3 separate regions of the Sus scrofa genome follow, and all the other regions are linked to region 1. The links are chromatin contacts, called in public Hi-C and HiChIP or PLAC-seq maps. All regions are on one chromosome and are shown on one strand. Each heading gives the region's core, a stretch centred on a gene start, on an enhancer-like site or on the middle of the called end of the contact. The rest is flanking DNA. Distances are from core to core; before and after follow the strand shown.

Region 1 (5,144 bases), core at 1,941-4,440:
GATTTGAAATGGCTATTTCTCCAAGGAGCCCTGGTTCTTGGGAAATGTTATTTAGATTTTTCACAATCTTTTCTCTAGGGTGCCATAGCTACTGCATTGGTATTTGTTTCTGGGTCTTTTCAGTCACTAGAGATAAAAAAAACTTGGAGGTCTTGAATTCACACTGATAGTTTCAAATTTAATTTAGATTACAGAATTTTTGCTTTGCTTTTTTGATTTCATATTTGGATTTCTTTTCTCTTATGTTGAGAGTCTTGGTTTCTAATGGCAATAACCCTAGATTTATCTGCTTTATCCTATAATATATAACATCGCAATTTTTACTGATAATATAATTACAGAAAACATTTTGAAGTTAAAAACCTTTTATTGGTTTGGGCAATTTTTGTCCTTTGAGTATATCTCTGTGGAATGTACAATCAGATTTCTGTATCTAAAGTTATTTGAAATAATTCCCCTCTGAGTGGTTACACTATCAATTTATTTATAGTTTGATACATCTGCTTCATTTTGTTTCCAAGTTTTAGGGAGTAGTTTATGTGAAATTCAATTTTGCTTTAATAATTACATGGAACAATAATATTGTTCCACAGCTAAATCTTCCAGATAAAGTATATTCAGGTGAGTCTAGATTTTATACTTGTTCCCTACACTCTGGTCTCTCCCTCTCTTTTAGGAAATCACTTTACTTTTTTTTGTTTTGTTTTTTCTTCTTTGATTTAAAAAATATATAAGCATATATGTGTGTATATATTTATATCCCCTCTTTCTTATGTAACTGGTAGCATACCATATCCCCTTCTTCTTTTTTTCCTTTGGCCTCATCTGAAGCAAGTGGAAATTCCAGGGCCAGGGATCAAACCCACGCCACAGCAGTGGTCTGAGCCACAGTAGTGATAATACCAGTTGCTTAACCCATTGAGCCATTAGGTAACTCCCCATATACATACACTTATTTCAGTATATATGTTCTGAAGTTCTATGTCTTTAACAATATGACTATATGTCTTTAATGATATATTCTAAAATTCACCCAATTACAATGTATAGAGATAGCATTCGTTTTCACAGCTGCATAGTACTCCATTTTGTAAGTGTACCATGATTTATTCACTTGATCCCTTGTTGATGGATGTTTGGGCAATTTCTAGCTATTTGCTATTACAAGAGTATGATAACAAAGGTCTTGTGCATTATTACTCTCAGGCTTTTGGCAGCATATTTTTGGGATAGATTCTTAGACATAAGATTGCTGGGTGATGCACATATAATATTGGTTTTCGAAGTCCTAGCTCACTTTCTGTGTGAGCTTTTTCACACTACTCTGTGCCTCAGTTTCTCATTAATGGTATTTACCTCAGGGAGTTATTGAGGAGACTAAATGGGCTAATTTTTTTTTTTTTTTCAGGGCTGCACCCATGGCATATGGAAGTTCGCAGGCCAGGGGTCAAATCAGAGCTGCAGCAGCCAGCCTACACCACAGCCACAGCAAAGTGGGATCCAAGCCGTGTCTGCGACCTACATCACAGCTCATGGAAACACTGGATCCTTAACCCACTGAGCGAGGCCAGGGATTGAACCTTCATCCTCGTAGATCCTTGTTGGGTTCATTAACCACTGAGCCATGAAGGGAACTCCCTGAGCTAATGCTTTTAAAGTTATTAGAATAAGCCTGGTTCATAGGAAGCGTTTGATAAATGTTAACAAGGGATGAGAAGTACACATGCATGTGGTGAAGGGGACAGTGGGTTTGATGCGGGGATGAGTTTTTGAGAAGAGATTCTACACCTGCCTCTTTGCCCCTGCAGGAGTGGTAGGAAGAGTGGAACCCAGAGAGGAAGCGTGGAGATTAAATGAATATAATATAGACAGATAGCTGGATGCCAGCCTGGATAGTGACCCCTCAGGCCCCCATTGTCACCCTCCCCCATGCATGGGTGCCAACTACATATTCTGACTAGTCCCGATGTACTTGGAAAGAAAAGAAAGAGGAAAGCTTCGCTTGACTGCATTTAACCTAAATCTCTGCCACAGGATGAACACTTGAGACAGACATGATATCAACGATAGAAAAGTCTGTTATTTTATTTATTTGTTCTACATGAACATATGGCCTGTGAAATTCATACCCATTACCGCCTGGTTATTGACTGATATCCTGAGACATAAGAAGCTGTGTAGGATGTAAGAAAACAGAAGGAGAGGGAGGGGGAAAAGAGACATAGTGAGCTGTGGCTTTGTTCACCTTGGCCGTGAGCCTAAGGCTGTGCTGTCCGATATGGGAGCTATTGGCCCATGTGGCTAGTGGCTACCATATTGGGGAACCTAGCTGTGGAAGATTTCCTTCATTGCAGAAACTTCCTTCACTGCAGTTGCTGATCTACTCTAGACTCTGATGGAAGAGCTTCTGTGGAGGTGTTGTTTGGATATGCCCGGGGCAGCAGGCCCTGGTGTTGAAGATCCCATCCTAGCACCCCCATCTCTAGTGCCACAGGAAATGGGCCAAAACTGGTCCTCTGAAGGTCCGTGGCAACCACCCACATACATGTGGCCATCCATGTCTGTGTCTCAGGCTCCTGTATCCTCTTCCCTCCTCCAGAAAGTATCTGCTTGCAGCTCTGGGTCTTCTTTTTTTTTTTTTTTTTTTTTTTTGTCTTTTTCTAGGGACACACCCGTGGCATATGGAGGTTCCCAGACTAGGGCTCTAATCGGAGCTGTAGCCTCTGGTCTATGCCACAGCCACAGCAATGCAGGATCCGAGCCACGTCTGCCACCTACACCACAGCTTGCAGCAATGCCGGATCCTTAACCCACTGAGCAAGGCCAGGGATCGAACCCGCAACCTCGTGAGTCTTAGTCGGATTCGTTAACCACTGAGCCACAACAGGAACTCCTTGCAGCTCTTGGTCTTTATCCCTTTCCCTCCAGCCAGTTTCCCCCAAGTTATGCCCTATCATTTTCTCAGAATCCGAGCAGGCCCTGACTGGTCTATCTACCTTTCATCTTCTGCCAAGGCTGGGTGGAGGTGACGGGGGGGACTGCCTGGAGGTGGAGGCAAGCCAGAGACCCCCACCTGGTTCCCGCTTAGTCTCTGCTGGCTCATATTTCCTCTTCCTGTAAGTCAGGTCCCTGGGCCTATCAAAGGATGGTGTGGAAGCCAGCCCCTTCCTTCCTCCACTGTGTTTGCTTTTGAAAAAGGGGAAGTGGAACTGCCCCAGGGTCTGTGAGCTGGACTGACAACACCGTTCTTGTTCTCTGTTCCCCTACAATGCTCCTGGCTCCGAAACCTCCGGCTCTCGGTCCTACTCACTCGCCCACACCCACGCCACACAAAGCCTCATCAGAGGCTTCTTCAAGAATTGCAAGGTCTGGGAGCCAGCCACCCCAGACTCAGAAGAGGCCTCCCTGCTCTGTCCTGCTTGGTGCTGCAGGAGGACTGACCACCTCGTTGCTATCCCACTTCCATCCAACACGTATTTATTGGTCATCTACTCTGGGACAGACTCCGAGGACACCAGGGGCTGGAAGAGAGATGAGGCCCCAGCGCTTTGGGAGATACATCCTGGTAGGAAAAAGACCACAAACAGGAAAAGGGGGTCCTGGCTGAGGAGCTGTTTGGATTCTAAAACTAGCAGTTCTTCGGGGCTTAGAGGGAGTGATGCAGGGAGAGAGGAGGTGTGGGGATGATGTGAGCCCGGTGAAGACAGGGACCATGGCCCATGTGCCCTTGAATCCTCAGTGCCTGGTCCAGAGTAGGAGATCATTAAACACTGAATGAATGAGTGAATGGATGATATAATACTGACTGAGACAGAGGACAAAGCTGGGGGCTTGCTTTTTCTTAAAATTTAATTTCATTTTTCTTTTTAGGGCCTCATCTGTGGCATATGGAAGTTCCCGAGCTAGGGGTCAAAACGGAACTGTAGCTGCTGGCCCACGCCACAGCCACAGTGATGCCAGATCTGAGCCGCATCTTCGACCTATACCACTGCTCGCGGCAATGCCGGATCCTTAACCCACTGAATGAGACCAGAGATCGAACCTGTATCCTTATGGATACTAGTCAGATTCTTAACCTGCTGAGCCACAATGGAAACTCCTAAAATTTTTTATTGAAGTATAGTTGATTTACAATGTAGTTTAGTTTCAGGTGTATAGCAAAGCAATTATATACATATATATATATATATATATATATATGCACACACACACACATATATATATTCTTACAAATATATACTTTTTTGAAAATTTAATTGAAGTGTAGTTGATTTATAATGTTGTGTTAATTTCTGCTGTGCAGCAAACTGACTCCGTTATACATATATATTCCTTTTTCATAGTCTTTTCCATTGTGGTTTACAAAGCTGGGGGCTCTGAGATGGCCTTACCTCTATGGTCCCCTCTACTGCCCACTGTTCCACGGGGCCTGGACCCCAGTCCCAGACAGGTCAGCTCTGCTCCACTTGGATTCGTCCTCTGATGTCTCCTAGTCATTCCCCACCCAGGTCCAGCTCGGGGCCACCGTGGTCTGGACAGCCCTATCCACCAGTCTCCCTACTTAGCAACTTGTTGAGTGGAGACATCAAGTGGTCAGACCCTGGAATGGCAGTGGTCAAGCCAAAGACTTGGAGGGACTGAGCCCTCAGGATGAATCCTGATCCAGTCACGGTGGGGTCTTGATCCTCTATCCACAGTGAAACTTATCCCGGCTGAGCCCACATTCCAGCCCTGGAAGGAGCTCTATCTCTGGTCATATCCTGAAACCCCATCTCTCCAAAGAGTACCCCTAGTTTAAAATTCATCTATAATGACCTGATGTCACTTAAAAAAACAAACAAACAAACAAAAAAAACCTCTCTTTTGTTTTTTTAGGACCACACCTGTGGCATATGGAGGTGCCCAGGCTAGGGCTCAAATTGGAGCTGTATTCACTGGCCTACACCACAGCCAGAGCAAAGCCAGATCTGAGCTGCATCTGCAAACTACACCACAGCTCACGACAACGCTGGATCCTTAACCCATTGAGGAAGGCCAGGGATAGAATCTGCATCCTCATGGATACTAGTCAGATTCTTTTCTGCTGAGCCATGATGGGAACTCCAAGAAAACAAACAAATAATCAAAAACACCCCCCCTTTTAT
Region 2 (5,144 bases), core at 1,111-3,610, 300 kb before region 1:
TAGTGTGTATCTGTTAATCCTATACTCCTAATTTATCCTTCTCCCCCCCTTTCCCCTTTGGTAACCATAGTTTGGTTATGTTAACCTTGAGTTTTCTGTGTCTGTGAATCTGTTTCTGTTTTGTAAATAAGTTCATTTGTGTTGTTTTTTAGATTCCATATATAAGCGATATATAATATATCTTTGTCTATGTAACTTACTTTACTTGGGATGATAATCTCTAGGTCCATCCATGTTGCTGCAAATTGAAATATTTCATTCTTTCTCATGGTTGAGTAGTATTCATTGTATTTGTGTATTTCATCTTCTTTATCCATTCATCTGTTGGTGGAGACTTAGGTTGCTTCCGTGTCTTGGCTATTGAAAATGTTGCTGCAGTGAACCTTGGGGTGCACATATCTTTTCAAATTGGAGTTTTCAGAGTTTCTGTCGTGGCGCAGCGGAAACGAGTCCAATGCATACATGAGGTTGAGGGTTCGATCCCTGGCCTTGCTCAGTGGGTTAAGGATCCGGTGATACCATGAGCTGTGATGTAGGTCGCAGACATGACTCAGATCTGGCATTGCTGTGGCTCTTGTGTAGGCTGGCAGCAGCAGCTCCAATTTGACCCCTAGCCTGGGAACCTCCATATGCCATGGGGGCAGCCCTAGAAAAGACAAAAGACAAAAAAAAAAAAAAAAAAGAACTGGAGTTTTCATTTTTTCTGGATATATGTCCAGGAGTGGGATTGCTGGATAATATAGTAATTCTGTTTTTAGTTTTGGGGGATTTTTGGTCCACACCTGTGGCATGTGGAAGATCCCTGGCCAGGGATTGAATCTGTGCTGTAGCTGTGACCTGAGCCCCTGCAGAGATAATGCTGGATCCTTAATCTACTGTGCCACAAGGAAACTCCCTATTTTTAGTTTTTTGAGCAATGTCTATACTATTTTCCAGAGTGGCTGTACCAATTTACATTGCTACCAACAGTGTAGGAGGGTTCCCTTTTCACCACACCTTCTCCAGCATTTGTTATTTGTAGTCTTTTTGATGATGGCCATTCTAACCGGTGTGAGGTGGTAAATCATTGTAGTTCTGGTTTGCATTTCTCTAATAATTAGTGGTGTTGAATATCTTTTCATGTGCCTGTTGGCCATCTGTATATCATCTTTAGAGATGTGTCTGTTTAGACCTTCTGCCTGTTTTTTGATTGAGTTGTTTGGTTTTTTGTTGTTGAGTTATATGTGCTCTTTGTATATTTTGGAAATCAAGCTCTGCATCATTTGCAAGTATTTTCTCTTAGTCCACGGGTTATAAGTCATGATTCTTCAAGTGTGGTCCCTGGGCCAGCAGCTGCAACATCACCTGGGAACTTTTTAGAAATGCATATTTTCAGGCCCCGCTCTAGACCTACTGAATCAGAAACTCTGGAGATGGAGCCCAGCAGTCTGTATTTTAATAAGCTCCCTTTTGTGGCACTGAAGTGTCTCTGATGCTTGCTCTAGTTTGTGACCTGCTGCTCTAAGAGATGAACTAACTGCAGAAGCCTGCCGTCCAGGTAGAGGTATAGGAAATGGTAGAGGACCACCGGACAGGACGCCTGTGATCATTCTGAGTACCATGCCTGGGCCAGGCTCTGGAGATACTGCAGCAACCCCGTAGTCTAGGTGGGGGGAGGGGGAAGGGGAGGAAGAAGAGGGAGGAAGGAGAAGAACAGACAGGCAGTCAGGCAATTGTGATGTAAGATGACTGGACTGGGGGGGCCGAGCCCACAAGCCCACAGCAGGATGGGAGGGTCAAGGAATGCTTTCCAGAGTAGATCTCTATCTAAGCCTGAAAAATAGGTTGGAATTAGATGAAGAAGGGTGGGAACAGTGTTCCAAGTGTAAGGACTAGTTTGTAGAAAGGCCATGCGGAGCTACCTGGGGGTGGTTCTGTCTTGATGATGGAAGATGAGACAAGGTGAGTAGGGAGCAGGGGAGGAATCAGATTGTGTGTGTGGAGGGGGGAGGGTATTCTGCCCTCAAAGCAAAGTTAGAAGCTTTAGTGGGCCATGAGAAAAAGCCTCTGGCTTCCGTGTAGAGCAGGTACTAAGGAAGATTGTGGTGGGCAGGGCGGAGAAGAAACCCGGGGGTGTCAGGCCTTCTTTTGCCCCTAGATCCAGGCTGCCTCTGCCCTCCAAGGCAGCTGCAGAGACTCAACCCCCAATCAGAGCTTTGGGCAGGTGGTGGTTCCAAGGCCCGGCTTGCAGCTTCCAAGGCCAGCTCCTTTCTAGCCTAGGAGGTGGGGCTGGCGAAACAGCCCCTCCGACCCCGCCCACCACTACCGGCCCGGCCCCCGGTGGTCCCGCCCTCCACCGCCGGCCCCGCCCCCAGCCCAGCTCCCCCCTCCCAGCTGTCGGCTGGAGGAACAGGCCTTGGGCCACTGACGTGGGTCGCTTTTCTCTTCCTTGTTCTTTTCCCCTGGTGATGTGGCTAAGGCTGCAGTGCTGCTGGGGCCTCTTCCAGCCTTTAAGGGACAGGCTCTGAACGTGGTCAGGGATCCCTAGGCTGAAGGGCAGGAGAACTTCCGGTGCTGTCCCCTACTTCTGCCAACCAAGCTGTTGGTGCCAGACAAGGACTGACTTGGCCTGGCCAGGTTATCTAGCAGTGTGGGCTGCGGCCAGGCAGCTTCTGGCTCCAACTGTCCTTCCCAGAAAAACGTCAGTTTGACTGAGCCCCTTTGGAATCTATTTGCAGTTTCTAGCCTAAGAATACTGACAGATCATGAACCACTCTATGAAATCGAGCTTTCTCTGTGTTCTAAGATCCCTGCAAGACTTACCAACTGTCCCATGGGCTGAACCTTGAGCAGGGGACCTCCTGTTCTTCCTCTTTTTATTTAGATCTTCATTCCAGCCCTACCCCCTCTACCTAGCATCCAGAAATCATATCTCAGGCTTTGCAATTCCAGGAAGCTCTAGCATGGATGTTCAAAATATTTAAATGTTGTTCACAAATAGAATGATAATAGATGTTCAAAAATACTGTTTAGAGATCATTTGATGCTGGGCCTTGACTTATCTATAGATGGAGTATATATCATAAATAGAATGATCATAGATGTTCAAAAATATTGTTTAGAGATCATTTGATGCTGGGCCTTGACTTATCTATAGATGGAGTATATACAGGAGGGCCAGGGGCAGTCTACGTGGGTGGAAGTGATGAGTGAAGCCACCACTGGAGAGGACACTGGAGAGAGACAGTGAGTGCAAGGACATGGCCTATCTGGCTTCGAATATAGGGCAAAGTTGTGGGTCTTGAGGAGCCACTGATGGTTGTTGAGCAGAAGAGTGATACAGTATTGCTAGTCACCATGCTTGATCCTTTGTAAATGCTGTATGCGCGTCCTGCCCGCTTGTTCTCTCAACCTGGTCAGTGCTTCCTCCCCCATCCATATGGTTAGTTCCTTTGTTGGATTCCAGCTCCATTGTTCCTTCCTCGGGGAAACCTTTAGTGGCAGACAGACTCTAAGGTAACCCCTTGTATCCCTGCCTCCTAGTTTTCATGCCTTTGTGTGAGTGGGATGTGTGACGTGCTTTTAACCAATAGAATATGGCAAAGGTGATGGGATGTCACCTCCCGTGGTACGTTGCATCATACCAAAGTCTTGCTAGGAAATTCCCGTTGTGGCTCAGTATTAATGACCCCGACTAGTATCCATGAGGATGCAGGTTTGATCCCTGGCCTCGCTCAGTGGGTTAAGGATCCGGCATTGCCATGAGCTGTGGTGTAGGTTGAAGATACAGCTCAGATTGGATCCTTGCTGTGGCTGTGGTGTAGGCCAACAGCTGTAGCTCTGATTCAACCCCTAGTCTGGGTTGACTTCTATATGCCACAGGTGCAGCCCTAAAAAGCAAAAAAAAAAAAAAGTCTTGCTCTTGCTAGAAGACTAGCTCTGGAGACTCTCCCTGCTGACTTGATAAAGTCAACAGCCATGTTGAGGAAGCAAACATGGCAAGGAGCTCTGGGTGGCTTCTAGAAGCTAATAATCAGCAAGAAGCCGGGGTCCTCAGTCCCACAGCCACAAGGAAATGAATCCTGCTAACAGCCTGAGGGGGGCTTGGGAGTGATTCCTCCCGACTTGAGCCTCCAGATGAGAATGCAGTCCAGCTGTCACCTTGATTACAGCCTCGTGGGTCCCTAAGGCAAAGACCCAAACTAAGCCACGCTCAGACACCTGATTCACAGAAACTGAGATAATCAGTGTGTGTTGTTTAAAGCCCTAGGTTGGTAGTCGTTTGTTACACAGCAATAGCTAACTTATACACCTTCTGGCTAGATTAAATTTCCCTTACTTAGTCTCTCCTAATGTCATGTGCTTTTTCATTTTACTCTTTTATGTGACACTTTATATATACCATTTGAGGAATGCTATGTCTTCATCACTACACCCCAGAGCCACACTTGGCACCTGGCACTTAGAACAAGACCCATAAGAAGTAGTTTCATGTGTTAGTGAGTGGATGCTCATACTTAATCTTGACTCAACCTAGTGAAGTGGGAATTATTGTCACATATGAAGAAAAAGAAACCAATTAATAATGTATACTCAAGTAAGTGAATAAAATGTTATTATTTTATACTTAATAAAATTTTGGTTGTGTATGCCACTCTATCCTAATTTGGAGTATGACTAAAGAGTAAATCATTTGGGAGCAGGGTATAGATTGCATGGTATGAGATCCTTCCTGGAGCATTGCATTTTCTGAAAAAGCACAACTCTGCAAAAGAGTTTCTGGGCTCCTTTGGTTTTCCCAAAGCCTTCTCTTAAGCCTGACTTAAATCATTCATCTGAAATCCTTGCCCTTTCACTGTCCCTTTCTAGCAGTGATAGGCCCTCATCTTCTAATACTTTGTGTGATTCTACCTGTCCTCAGCATCACTCATTGACTTCATAAATTCTACATTTATGAACTTCTACAAAATTGCACTTTTATTTTGCACTCCACTTGTGCTGTACTTTCATTTTGCACTCCACTTGTGCTGTACTCTCCAGGACATCAAAGCCATCCTCCAGCAGGGTGTCAGTTCTGGTTAGATCTCTGCTCAGGACCCTCCCACCACACACACCCTCCCCTGACTCTGCAGCTTCCACAGTCACCTCCCCTCAGATTTTTAAGC
Region 3 (5,144 bases), core at 1,271-3,770, 280 kb before region 1:
GCCTTGGCCTGTTTATGGTCCAGTCCTGGCCCAGTGCTCTGCCTAGACTCCACTAGGTGCAGGTCCCCAGTACTTTTTGGATAATAATAATTATTATAATTAACCTCTTTTGAGCCTATGTGCCAGGTCCATGGCTATGTGTGTTTACACTTTAAATCTCTTGGAGAACCTATTAAGGGGTGATGGTTAATACATTATCATTTGTCTTTGTTATTTTGAGACAATTGAGCTTCAAGAAGTAATTTTTTTTTTTTTTTTTGGTCTTTTCTAGGGCTGCACCTGCGGCATATGGAGGTTCTCAGGCTAGGGGTCTAATCGGAGCTGTAGCCGCTGGCCTATAGCACAGCCATAGCAACATGGGATCCGAGCTGCATCTGCAACCTACACCACAGCTCACGGCAACGCCGGTTCCTTAATCCACTGAGTGAGGCCAGGGATCAAATCTGCAACCTCATGGTTCCTAGTCGGATTCGTTAACCACTGAGCCATGATGGGAACTCCCTCAAGAAGTAATTTTTAAACTTACGTATCTAAGAAAATGGTAGAGCTAGAATTTGGATTTATATGATCTGACTGTAGAATATTCCCTTTTACTCATTACTGCCTTCTCATACGAATGTAGGAATAGCTGAATGAATGTGGAATATGCTATAATGTTAATATTGGATAGTTCCTCATGTTTATGCTTCTGAGCATATGCTGGAGTATAAAAAACAGTGCTTGGATTAGGCTGGTGCATTTCCTGTGAAGTTTCTGTTAATAACCACTATACCAAAGCACATAGATTAGTGTGCTTTTGGGCTCTGTGTTTTAATTTTACCTCTGCCACTTTCTGGCTGCAAGCCCTTGGGCAAATTCTTTAACATGTCTAAATCTGTTTTTTCCCCCCGTAAATGGAGAAAAATAATAATTCTTATCTCAGAGGGTCATTGTGAGTAGCATAATTGTATACAAAAAACAGTGACTGTTAGCTATCAATGTTATAAGGAGAAAAAAAAAAAGTTAGGAAAAGCCCTTTAGTTCCATCAACAAACTAGAGCTTAGTTTGTTGTTAAGAGTAGAAGATACTCTGTGGCTCAGTGGGTTAAGGGCCCAATGCTGTCTCTGTGAGGATGGGGTTTGATCTCTGGCCTTGCTCAGTAGGTTAAGGATCCAGCATTGCCACAAGCTGCAGCATAGGTCACAGATGCAGATTGGATCTGGTTTTACCCTGGTTGTGGCTGGGGTGGCAGCTGCAGCTCTGATTTGACCCCTAGCCTCGGAACCTCCATATTCTGCTGGTGTGGCCATAAAAAGGGAAAAAGGGGGAAAAAAGAGTGAATGATAGACCGTAACTAATATTATTGTTTCACTGACTCTGGTTTTGAGTTTATAAAAATTATCAGAGAATTAACTCTTTGGCTTGGGATTTATAATCATTCTATTGATAAATGGCAACTTTATGTTTGTTTTTAAACTTGTTAAATGCTTATAGGTAAGATAGCTTTGTTTTCCTCTTCATTTTAAACTACTCCCAATCTTAAGAAGATTCTTAGGGTAGAGTGATCTTTTGAGAGGTGAGGGTTTTTTTGTTTGTTTGTTTGTTTGTTTTTTGCCTGTTTACCGCAAAGGTACTCACCACCATTACTGCTTACTTCAGTAATGATTATCATCACGGAGCGATCCTCAAATAACCAAGCAAACGCCAGGCCCAGTGCGGGCACGGACGGGCTTGGCAGCCTTCACGGTGGAATATCTGGGCACAGTTGGATTTTCTTTTGGGATAGTTTATGAGCAAGTACTAGTCTGGTCACTTCCATCATTTCTGTGAAATAGAGGGTGAGGTTGTCTGCTAAGAGTAAGTGGGAAGAGGTCAGAGAGAAAATAAGATTTCACATGCAGTGTGGTCAGGAAGAGGAAGGGTGAATTTGGGGCAGTGACTGTGACCTCTTGGCAGTCTGCAGGGCTCTGTTGAGGTGGGAGACCAGGGATTGAACAGCACGCCAGGAGCCTTCAGCTCTCTGGCTTTAGGTGCTAAGAAGGCATGTGGTTAGGCTGAGCCAGGGTCGCGGTGTGCTGAGGGTGAGCAGCAGGAGGACAGCGGAGCAGAGGAACTGATGGTATTGGCCAGGGAGTGATTAACGTGAGTGGTTAAGGGGGTCTCTGCTGGACTTGGAGGAGAAGGGGACCAGAGGTGTTGATGAAATCAAGCAATGGTGTGCTGGAGCGATGGAGTGGTAGGAGGATGTGGTTAGGGTTTTTTTTTTTTTTTTTTCCTTTTTTGGCTACCCTACAGCATATGGAGTTTGTGGGCCAGGGATGGGATCCGAGCCGCATTTGTGACCTAAGCTGCAGCTGTGGAAATGCCAGATCCTTAATCCACTGTGCAGGCTGGGGATCAAACCTGTGTCCCAGTGTTTCCAAGACACCATCGATCCCTTTATGCCACAGTGGGAACTGGAGGATGTGGTTAGGGAGGTACATGTGAGTGAAAGATTTCAGATCTGGGGCAGTTAATTACTGGACATGACAGGCTCCACAGACGTATGTGGCTGAAGTGAAGCAAACTCGTGAAGATGAGTGAAGTCAAGGAGGTCAGGAGCAGACTGGAGCGTTGTCTGGGTCATCCATGTGGTTATCCAAGCCATCAAAAGGATGGCAGGACATTTGGGGTGGAGAGAAGGAAGGTGTGCCAAGTCTTTGGTGAATGATGTACCAGCAGTGAAAGGAGGTGTGATGGCCAACCTACAGGAATCTCCGAAGGTCAGAGTATTTTTGCCCGAGGGCAGTGGAAGAGCAGTGCTCTGGAAGCTTTTTTGCTTGCAACGTCTCTTTGGAAGAAATTGGCTTTGGGCCAGGTTCACTATGCTTCTGAAGGAATCCCAATTCCAAGAGGGCAGCATGGATGACATGTAGTATGGGAAATCTTCTGAGGGTCTGTGGTAAGAATATAGATTCCAGGGCTCCACCCCAGTCCACTGAATCTAATTAGAATTTCTAGGAGAGGGGACTGAGAATGTGTATTTTAACACCCCCCCCCAAATTCTTTAGAATTAGGGAGGTTTGGGAATGCGGCTATAGTGGATAAGAACATAGGGTCTGGAGGCTGACTACCTGGGTCTGAAGTGAGGCTGGTGACTCTTGAGAGCTTGCCTTCTGAGTCTGACTTCAGAAGCTCTGAATTAAAAGACCCTCCATTAGAGGCAAACACCCTGATGAAAGCAAGGAGAGATTGCTGGTGATGACAGAGACAAAAATGCTCTACAGAATAATTCAAAGTACAGTGATATGGGGACATTCATGAGGAAACAGACTTGTTTGCCCCAGTGGTCTCTGAATACATTAATCACAATTACTGTTCTGGTCATCAGGAATAGGTCAAATTATAGTTTGGTTAGCTCAGAAAGGTGGAGAAGGAAATAATACAATTTAATTTATAAGCTTGCATGTTTTAGTGCTTTGATTATGAGTAAAATTACCTTATGTGACACAGCTCTGTCTCTGAAGATACTGGATTAAAAAACCTTTTACTCTGTGACAAGCCAGAGATACGAGCAGTTATTATCCTGGAGGGGCTGCGTACATGACCAGATGCTTAATGCCATGATACCAGCAGCCCCACCACCCCATTCTCCCTATTTTCATGAAGAAAATTCTGTTCCTTTCCATGACAAGGAAGAGGAATCCAAAAAGAGATTAGCTGCTGGGGAGGGAACTTAGAGGTTGCCATGCTTGTATGACTCCTTGTCTGACCCTGTTGTAAGGAGGGCTTGAGTTTAAATTGAGTGTTTAGAATATTAAACTATACTTACTGCCTGGTTTGTCAAGCCCAGACACCACTGCTATGGGAAAACAATATTGTCAGCCCTGCTAGAAGTGGCTGCTTTAGGACCTTCAGCTAAAACTTGGGTGGCTCTATCATGTGCTGTATTTCTTAATTCCTTGTAGCACTGTCGGTACTGAGGAGACTGGCTTTCAAACTGATGAACTGGGTGCCAGACATGGCACAGCATCTTGGCTATATCCCTGCCACTTAGCGCTTTCCACGTGGTCTCATCTCCCTGGTGAACTGCAGGCAGCCATTTCAATGCACATTTTGAGATTTAGAAAGTGTGGCAATGGAGGTTTAGCAATGCCAGCTCCACCAGAACTTTCTGTTTGCAAGTTGAGACTTTTAAAAAGTAATATCCTTAAAAAAAATAAAACAGGAATTGAGAGTATTTTTCTCTTGTAGAAAAACATTTTCTTCTAAAGCTGAGAAATACTGAACAGAGGCCAAAGAAGATTTTTAATGATACTACCATGCTATCTAGTATCACACTTTCCTACCCTCCAGAGCCTTGAAGCCTCTGCAGTGTCATGGTGTCATTTATAGTGTCTGAATTACTAGGAGTATTCAGCCTGTGAAATGTATGCCTGCTTTGAACTAGGCACCTTGGGGTTGAAAAAAAAGGTCTCTGGTTTCAAGGAACTTACTTTTTCTTAAGTTATATGAGGTTGCATTTAAATCTCTAACCTCAGAGTTCCTGCTGTGGCACAGTGGGTCGATCCCTGGCCCTGCATAGTGGTTTAAGGATCTGGCATTGTTGCAGCTTTGGCGTAGGTCGAAGCTCCGGCTCAGATTTGATCCCTGGCCTGAGAATTTCCATATGCCTCAGGTGTGGCTGAAAAAGAAAAAAAAACAAAAAAACAAAAAACCTCTAACCTCAAGCAGACCATGCAGTGTGCTGTGAAGGAGGTATAATCAAAATGTGGGATTATAGATAAAAAGAGAGCTTATTTCTGGTTTGGGTGGAAGTGGCAAGAGGGAATATTTGTAATCAGTCTGGATCTTGAAGGTTAGGTAGAGTTTTAAACTTTTTTTTTTTTTTTTAATTCTCTGTTTACTATGGTATCATTTAATTTAGCAAAACTATAGAGATATTTTGGTGCCTAATGAATTAGCTTTTGGTTATCCAAATGACTCACTCATCCTGAATGCCTCGGGCTATAATTATTTTGGATAACTTATGTCTCTGTAACGTATGAAGTACTAAGGAATGTATGGTAGAGAAGGGCTTTTATGGAAGCCTTAAAGATAATCTTGGGATCATAGCAGACATCTCAAATCCCCAAGGAAATGGAAGCACAGTGCTGTGGTGGTGAATAGAAAACCAGACTGGTAG

The links. A called contact is a pair of places that touch in the nucleus more often than the background predicts. HiChIP or PLAC-seq counts read pairs in DNA pulled down with a chosen protein or histone mark.
Region 2: a contact with region 1 is called in a Hi-C map of liver, with 6 times the contacts expected there. The contact joins two enhancer-like sites. A contact is called at or near these places in 2 of 5 promoter capture datasets (fetal liver and liver), 25 of 47 Hi-C or Micro-C datasets (adipose tissue, alveolar macrophages, blood and 14 more) and 2 of 2 datasets of contacts at active chromatin or transcription factors (alveolar macrophages and skeletal muscle).
Region 3: a contact with region 1 is called in an H3K27ac HiChIP or PLAC-seq map of alveolar macrophages. The contact joins two enhancer-like sites. A contact is called at or near these places in 1 of 5 promoter capture datasets (fetal liver) and 1 of 2 datasets of contacts at active chromatin or transcription factors (alveolar macrophages).

The regions. Positions count from the first base shown.
Region 1 is chr17:43,676,692-43,681,835 of Sscrofa11.1, reverse strand. No RefSeq gene overlaps it. Among named protein-coding and RNA genes, the nearest start is that of TOP1, 31 kb to the left of the region's middle. Within about 2 kb of position 3,190, at least 26 of the 83 cell types and tissues checked have an H3K27ac peak or open chromatin away from gene starts, as enhancers often do. A contact at or near this core is called in adipose tissue, alveolar macrophages, fetal liver and 4 more, where this site is marked.
Region 2 is chr17:43,980,742-43,985,885 of Sscrofa11.1, reverse strand. No RefSeq gene overlaps it. Among named protein-coding and RNA genes, the nearest start is that of LPIN3, 10 kb to the left of the region's middle. Within about 2 kb of position 2,360, at least 28 of the 83 cell types and tissues checked have an H3K27ac peak or open chromatin away from gene starts, as enhancers often do. A contact at or near this core is called in adipose tissue, alveolar macrophages, fetal liver and 4 more, where this site is marked.
Region 3 is chr17:43,952,262-43,957,405 of Sscrofa11.1, reverse strand. It overlaps a transcript of ZHX3 not described here. Among named protein-coding and RNA genes, the nearest start is that of LPIN3, 39 kb to the left of the region's middle. Within about 2 kb of position 2,520, at least 3 of the 83 cell types and tissues checked have an H3K27ac peak or open chromatin away from gene starts, as enhancers often do. A contact at or near this core is called in alveolar macrophages, where this site is marked.